Linked DNA regions of Rattus norvegicus: region 1 is linked to region 2. Evidence: chromatin contacts called from public HiChIP or PLAC-seq data. All regions are on one chromosome and are shown on one strand. The core of a region is the stretch at or near the end of the contact, and the rest is flanking DNA. Distances in the headings are between cores, read along the strand shown. Region 1 has its middle 7.6 kb from the start of Elovl5. Region 2 has its middle 48 kb from the start of Gclc.

Region 1 (4,065 bases), core at 74-2,573, 110 kb before region 2:
TGTAGAAGACCATCACATAGTACACACACACAGAGAGAGAGAGAGAGAGACAGAGAGAGAGAGACAGAGAGACAGAGAGACAGAGACAGAGACAGAGACAGAGAGAGAGAGACCATTCCAATCTCAAGAAGACCATTTACTTTCTCCATGATCGTAAGAGCAAATCAGATCCAGTAGGCTGTTTCAAGATACAAAAGACCTAGGGAGTCTCCAATTCATGCTATGAGTTTTTGTTTATTTGCTTGTTGTTTTCTTCACTTATTACTATGGATGGACACATTGCTGGTAACCATGGTAACACAAACATTGAACACAAACAACCTGTGGGACTCTGCGCTTTCAGTAGCTCATGGGGTCAGAGTAGGCTTGAGGGCCTGAATGCTGTGGAAAGCTGTGTCGTAGTTAAATATTCAAGAAAGGCTTCCAAAGAGCAGGGAGAAGGGGTGCTACTCTGGGTGTGTGGGATAAGCATAAAAAGATAGAACTGATTTTCAGCAAATATTCACAAATATGCTATTCATTTTAAAAATTGCCCTCTGTACCCAGCCGGAAATCTAGACAGCAGTAAACATCCTGTACATATGTAGTGACTGGTCTTTGGGGAGCCGCTATACTCCTGGGAACTCAGATAATAAGCAAGACGTTATGAAAAGTGATGTACTTTTAGCAAATAAAAAAAATTAAAATGCTGTAAGAATTCAGTGTTGAGAGAACGAGGAAAGAACACTGCAAAGCCAGGCGTCAAAGCCCGTGTACTCCCCATCTTCAGCTCCTTTTCTAAACTCATAGGCCCCACCAGGTTGGCACTATCCTGCCTAAGCCCAATCCACACTCTGGTTTGCTTCTTTCTCAGCACACCTACACTCTGTAATGATATTGCTTCCTGATTCTCACCCTCCATACTTCACCAAGGCAGAGGCCTCCTTCACTGAGGTCTGTATGTGACATGCAGAAACGGCTGAGTCCAAAATACTGTGTTTAACAGCCAGCTGCAAGCCAGGCCAGCCCAGGTTCAGGAGTGGAACCCGGCGAGGCCCCGCCCAGGCTCCAAGGCGCTAGTACTGGTGGGCGATCGCTGCGGGTGGCCCGAGGGACCCACCGGCCCGGGCTCTCTCTCTCTGTCTCAATGACGCATACCCGCGCACCCTCCAGGACCCCCTCGGCCTCACTTCCGGCCAGAACCGGGGCGCGGAGCTGTGGGTGGGCGGGGAATGGGGGGAGCGGGGTCACGCCATTCACCCGCGGCGGCGCCCGCCAATCACAGCGCCGAGCTGGGCAGTCTGAGCTGAGGGGCGGGCCCGCGGGGTTACTCCGGGGCACTGGCCTCCGCGGCCGCGCGCTGACCCTGGGGACCTGGCAAGCAGTGCACACCAGGCGGGGAAAGGAAGGTGCAGCCCCGGGCGGAGCGGGAGGCGCGGGAGCGTGGGAGAGGAGGCTGCTGCGGGGACACGCATCCGGACCGCAGCTCCCTCCATGCCTGCGGAGAATGCCCGCCTGCTCCGGTGACTCCAGGCCTTGTTAACGCCCTTGTAGGCTGTGGGCCCGGGTCGGGGATGGTGAAAATGCCCTCGGCATATTTCAAAGACCTTCCGAGATTATCTGCTATGAGATCTAACGGCTTTGGACAGGAAGAGGAAACAGTTACATTTTCTTTTGTCAACCAAGGGTCACTCCCTTCCTCCCTTCTCTCTGTGGGGGAAACCTTAAAGGTACAGAGAGCAGTTGGATCGTGAGCTACTGCTTAACGTTTTTACTTCTCAGTTAATCACCTCCAGTTTTAGATGTAGAAACAAGCTCAGAAATTTATCCTGCAAGTGCCACAGTTGGAAAGCAACTGAGTTGTGGCACTTCCATGCCTTTTGCAGATGACGAACTGACAATCCACTTGGGAAGCCCTTCAGGGAAGCTTTTGGTGGGTAGGTCAGCAGGGTGCATATGACTAAGTGCAAGCGCTTCTTTCTTGGATCGAAGATTGTGTTTCTTAAGAATTCTATAAAGTACAGCAGTTTCCAAGCCAGAACCTTCAAGGGGGGGGGGGGGGAGTTCAAGGCTTTTAATGACGAGGTCACATATGGCTTGATGAATCAGTTTGTAACCTGCCTTAGGGTCAGTTGCTATGATGAAACACCGTGACCAAAAGCTACTTAGGGAGGAAAGGGTTTATTTCACCCACAGCTGCGAACAACAATTCATCTTTAGAAGAAGTGAAGGCAGGAACCTGGAAGGCGGAGCTGAGGCAGAGGCCATGGCTGATTACTGCTTACTGGCTTACCTCACATAGCTTGCCCAGCCTGCTTTCTTACAGACCAGGGGTGGCTCAACCCTGATGGGCTTTTCCCTCCCACATCAAGCGTTAATTAAGAAAATGCCCTACAGGCTTGCCTACAGCCCGATGTTAGGGAGGCATTTTCTTAATTGAGGTTTCCTCCTCTCCCATGAATCTAGCTTGTGTCAAGTTGACATAAACTACCCAGCACATAACCCCAACCTCCCCAACCTGACATTAAAAAAAAAAAAAAAAAAAGAGATGTCCTATTTTTTGTGTGACATATTGGTAGTGACAGGACCATAAATCTTCATGGGAGGATCACTGTGTAAGAAGAATGTTGTAATCAGACTTTTAGTATGTTTTATCAGATGCTACAATTATGTGCTGCCTGCTGTATGCTTGGTCACATAGAGGAGATAGTAAAGAAGCCTATTCTGTCACTGGAAACGCTTTGGTGAGATCTGTTAGTCCAGGGTGTGTATTACTAGTAAAGGAAGACAGCCATGATGTAGCCATTGTAAGTACAAAGAAAGAAGTATGGGGACCCAAGAAACTTGGAAGGAGCATTACAGGTTAAAATTAAGGGGAAAGAAAGGCTCTTGAAGGCTTCGAGCTTTAAGCTTTAGCTTTTAACTGAAAAGCTTTTTTTTTTTTTTTTTAACTAAAAGCTTTGACACACTAGCTTTTTAAAAGAAATGATGAGGTGTTCTTGTAATCCCAGAACCCAGGAAACAGAAGGATCGCAGCAAGTCCCAGGTCAGGCTGGGCTGCCAATTGAGTTTCAAGCTATTTCTTTAGAGAGAGAATGAGATCCTGTTTTAATAATAGAAAGAATAAAATAAAATAAATGATAACTCAATGCCTTTTTAAATATAATATTTGTATCAATTCTTTATGAACTTTGACCATTCACCCCTGACTCCTCCTGGTAATGTCTCCTAAGCTCACACCTCCAATCCCCTCTTACATCCCTTCCCAACTTATGTCCTTCGTTTTTGTTTTTGTCTTTTTAAATAATCCACTGAGTCCAGTTATTCTGTCCATAGACTTTTGGGTATGGGGACTTGGTTGATCTTCGGGAAGTGGGGGACATGTCCTTAAAGAACTCTGATGAGGAATCTGACTCTTCCTTTCTTGGGATCCATCAAAAGCCAATAGCTCTTGAGTTCCAGGTGTGGCCAGAAGGCTGGCTGTTTTGATCTTCTGCAGATAACCACCGATGCTATTAAGTTCATAACTGCAGTGGTCCTGTCATATTCAAGAGGTACTATTTGCTTCAAACCTCTGGCTCATGTGAGATTCCTGCTTCCTGTTCCATGATGGTCTCTGGGCCTTGGGAAGAAAGTTGTCATACAAATGTCACATTTGTGCCTAAGCACTTCATAAACATGTCTTCCCTACACTTTCACCATTTGTGAATTTTCTGTATTAATGACTGTTTACTACACATAGAAACCTCTCTGAGGGGTCTGAGAGCTGCACCGATTTACGTTTAAAGAGATGGATTTTAGAGGGCAGTTTTATGTCCATTTAGCCAAACAATAGAAGTAGATTCATACCTGTAGACTGTGAGCTCTCCAACCACAGGTTCCTGGCCAGATATACATTAGTAATCATGAATTTCCTCACGTGAAATGGCCTTAAATCCCATAGAAAGTGATTGGACACTCCCATACTTTTGTGCTAATATTACATTCATGAGCATATCTTGCCCCACCAGTCATTATTGTAGCCCACAGTATTCACAGCTAGGTGAGACTGTTGATGACTCTCCCACTCCAAGCAGCCTACCCAGC
Region 2 (4,183 bases), core at 501-3,000:
CAATCCTTTCTTTTTTGTCAACTCATAGCTGTTGCTGGACACTCTGACGCCGTGTCTTCTCTAAACACACTGGCAGCATGGCAGCACCCAGTTCCTCTGAATGATGAGAGCAGGAGATAGCAATGTCATGTGACCTTGAGATGGTGGTTCTCCTTGTAGACTCCACAGATGCCCATAAGGCTGTGAGTGCAGAGTACAAGATACCCACAGGTAAAAGAGAGTGGGGGCTTGCATCCTGGGATCCACCTTGACTTTCCCATTAGCAGAGGTTTTCTGTTTGCCACCCCCACTGACTTCACTGACTTCACCAGGCTTCTATGTCTTCAGGATAATGAGTTGATGGGGTAAACATTTTCTCCACCCTTGGAGAGACCAGTACCAGGAGGGGCTACTAGGAGGGATATATTTACTGTGCACTCCTACCCTCTAGCAATGGGCCTTAGGTCCCCTAGGACTTTCTCATATGCCCCATTGGTTTCAAGCACATGAGGGACACCCTTTCTCTGCAGAAAAGGGCTTTGGTCTCACAGTTCCCATGCCTTGTTCAAGAATAGTCGCCATTGCTTGTCCAGACTCCAAGGAGAATGTTTTCCTGGCTGCTTCTTTTTCTTTATAGAGATGATACAGGCAGGGCTCAGGTTCATGTTAACTGAGCACCTTATGCTGGGCACCTGGCCAGATGAACATTCCCTGCTTCAGTGATGTCATCAGGCCAGCCCCATGTTATCATTTCCATGTTTATGGAGAACAAGAGGAAAAATGGGGTCACAAAGTAGGTTTGAATTCCAGAGAATCTATTCATTTTGATAGCAAGGAAGATTCTGTGGGGTATAATTTTTTGTACCCCATTGAACTTTGTCCATAAAAATGATACCTTTATCAGGAGATCGCATGCAGCAGAGCCTCACTTGAAGTTTACACTAACTTACAAATTTATTGGGTAGGATATTTGTCAGCCCTTCAGAATATATGGAAAGTTGGGCAATCCTGACTCAGCCTCAGGAGTCCTGGGGCTTTCTCCTTAATGTCTCCCCGTGGCTGGAAGCAGTAACCTGTGCCAGCGTGCTGACACTCTCAAAGCACAGACCCTCAGTGGCTCTGAGGTGCCTCTCCTGCGTTAGGCATTTGCCTCTAATCCTGTCAGCCATGACCAAGAGTCATGAAGTAAAAGAGCAAAACCTACAGGAGCTAATTCTGTTGATCAATAAATGGTTCCAATGGCTAAAGAACCAAACCACTACCACAACAAAGACCCAATTCGTGCTGAGTGTCTTTTGAACTTGGCTATAACTCAGCAAATGCTTATGGCCTGGTATGTTTGGGGTTGGGGAGGTACATTCATTACTCTCCATAAAGCGCTTTGAGGACCTTGACTGAATCATGTTTTTTGGCTGTTAGTGTAATTCCCAGGCAGGGGTTCATAAGGTCATACACAGCCAAGAAAAATATGTGACATTTCTATAGTCCAGTTGTCCCTTTGTTTACAGCCATAGGGGCCAACCAGGAAAAGAGAACTGAACTATTTATTCTCAAATGCTTGCTTTCAGGGGGCAGAGGAAATGGGAAAAACATTTGTAGACAGGGCTATTGTGTTTGCCGCTGGCTGCTGTCCAATACTTATGAAAAGGGTGCTCTCACCAAGTAGATGCTTTGTTTTCCCATAAGAAACTGTTTTCTCTGTCTGGAAAGCGAGCTGCATTTCTTTGTTTCTGAGGTTAATAACCCAGATGCATGAGGCACTTTGTCAACCTGATTTTGCATCTCACAGGATTCTGGGGTTTTTGCCTTTGCCGTAGGTGAGTTCAGGATCCTGGAAGGCTGCAGGTATATTCGCTAGTCTTATACTGCCATCACGGGGCCACTGCTGGAATTTCAAGGTACTTAGGAAGCTTTGTTCTAGTCTCAGATGTCCATTTTCAGAAGCGAAACTGAGCACATTAATTTTACGTTATGTTACTCAATTCAAATAATATCAGATTTAAATTTATAATTGCTCAAGAACCATAAGGACACAACCTACCTTCAGGAAGGCTTTAGAGGGGCAGGTAGCTTCGGCATGTGTGTCTGAATTACTTTAAATATGAAGAGTCTCCAAAGATCCATATAGTGAAGGCTTGACTCCCGAATGTAGCAATGGACAGGGTGGGGGTGGGGGAGTCAGAGAGGTGATTGGGTCAGGAGTGTTCTAAACTCATCTACAGAAAGTAGGGGAATCTGGTGGTGAGTTCATAGATGAAAGGGCTATTAGCATATGGTGCCTAGCTGGATGAAGTAGGCTACAGGAAGAGTGCCATTGAAGGCTGTGTCTTCCCTCATCCCTGCTCAGGAAGAGTGTCATTGAAGGCTGTGTCTCCCCTCACCCCTGCTCAGGAAGAGTACCATTGAAGGCTATGTCTGTCCTCTTCCCTGCTCACACTATCTGCTTTCTGCCTGCCACGAGGTGAGTAGTTTTGCTCTAGCACATGCCCAGCCATACATAATGCTGTCTCATGATGGTCCAGAAACAAAGTGGACAGAACCCTGTGAAACTACAGGCCCAAAGAATCTGAGTGGGTTTTCTCTGTGTTTCTCAAAGCAACGGAAGACTATTAGCCTGGCTTAACCTACAAACCAGACATTTCAGTCTTCTAAGCCACAAGTGTAGTGAACCTCTGACCACTACACTCCAGTTCAGCGGTAGAGTTCTTACTGAGGCCCTGGGTTAGCATGTTGTTCATGCTATCCCGTGCGTGCTCATACACACACACACACACACACCCCAATGACAGAACCCATTTCACCAAGTTTGTCTTGACTAAATAACACAGACTGTCTCAGTCATTAGTATTTGGAAATTATTCAGTGAAGGACTGCTCTGTTGCTATTATCTAACACTGACTTTGCCTCTCTGCAAAGCCTTTATGCAAGACAGAGTGTTGTGGGGAGGTGAGCACCCAGCATGCTGCTAGAGAGGATGCTCCAGAACCCCTTGGGATGCTAGAAGAGACAAGTAATGGCGCCAACACTGATGCTCATTGCCAAAATGGGGATGAAATAGTATTTTGTTTGCTTGATCCTCTGGTATCAGAAAATCATAAAAGTACATACGTCCCTCCCTCCCTCCTTCCCTGCCTCCCCTCATGGGGCAACCAACTAAGTGTTTACGTCACTTTCAAATTAAAATGTAGGTCACTGGAAGGGTGACCGGAACCTAAGGTTTTCCACAAATCACCCAGCGGTCTTTATGTAGCATCAAGACATCACCAATGATCACCAGTCAAGATCTCCTTAGACTGGACTAGTTATAAAGTTGCTTCATCCGACTCTGTGTTCACCCCCTTCCCAGTGGTGGAAATAGTGATATCCTGTTGCAGAAGGCTATAGGGAAGACCAATGAGATGATGTGTGTCAAGCATCTAGGATTGCACATCACTCATTAACCAGTGTGAATATCAATAGAGATAATCATAGACGAATCCAGTTATAGAAAGGAATAACAGACTAGAGAGATGGCTCAGTGGTTTAGTGTACTGACTGCTCATCCAGAGGTCCTGAGTTCAATTCCCAGCAACCACATGGTGGCTCACAACCATCTATAATGAGATCTGATGTCCTCTTCTGGTATGTCTGAGGACAGCTTCAGTGTTCTTATATAATAAATAAATAAATCTTTAAATCTCAAACACCATTTACCAATGTATGTGGCTGTCCAGACTGCACAGTATCATCTGTGGGCTTCCCAGGGCTCACCTGTACTGTTCCTGTGTATTGCCACCACACATGGATCTGTCTCTTTTGTAGGCTCACATATTCACAATCTTAATCAACTCACGGAACAATTCCATCATCCACAGGACCTCTCGCACTGACTCACCTATTCTAACCACACCAATCCCTCTCCTCTGTCCCACCTGTCCTGAAACTAGAGAGACCTAACCAGCATAGAGCTTTGTTGATGCGCGATTCACTGGGGACTCATCTACGATTGCTGCTCAGATCAATACTTCATCCCATCTATTACCACCTCATCTTAGATGACACAGATGAACCACTGTTTGCTTAACGTTCCTTGAAGGATAGCTAAGTTGCTTCTTCTGTTTGGCTACTAGGAGTAAAGCAGCTATGCACGGGTCTTTGTGCACACAGGAGTTTTTGTATGTTCACGACAAATGCCCTTGAGTATAACATCTGGGTCAAATGGCAG

What was found. HiChIP or PLAC-seq counts read pairs in DNA pulled down with a chosen protein or histone mark.
Region 1: an H3K27ac HiChIP or PLAC-seq map of oligodendrocytes shows a contact between it and region 2, with 5 times the contacts expected there. The contact joins two enhancer-like sites. A contact is called at or near these places in 5 of 12 Hi-C or Micro-C datasets (the A7r5 cell line, Schwann cells, frontal cortex and 2 more) and 1 of 1 datasets of contacts at active chromatin or transcription factors (oligodendrocytes).

Annotation. Positions count from the first base shown.
Region 1 is chr8:87,661,494-87,665,558 of GRCr8, reverse strand. No RefSeq gene overlaps it. Among named protein-coding and RNA genes, the nearest start is that of Elovl5, 7.6 kb to the left of the region's middle. Within about 2 kb of position 1,323, at least 89 of the 93 cell types and tissues checked have an H3K27ac peak or open chromatin away from gene starts, as enhancers often do.
Region 2 is chr8:87,556,633-87,560,815 of GRCr8, reverse strand. No RefSeq gene overlaps it. Among named protein-coding and RNA genes, the nearest start is that of Gclc, 48 kb to the right of the region's middle. Within about 2 kb of position 1,750, at least 37 of the 93 cell types and tissues checked have an H3K27ac peak or open chromatin away from gene starts, as enhancers often do.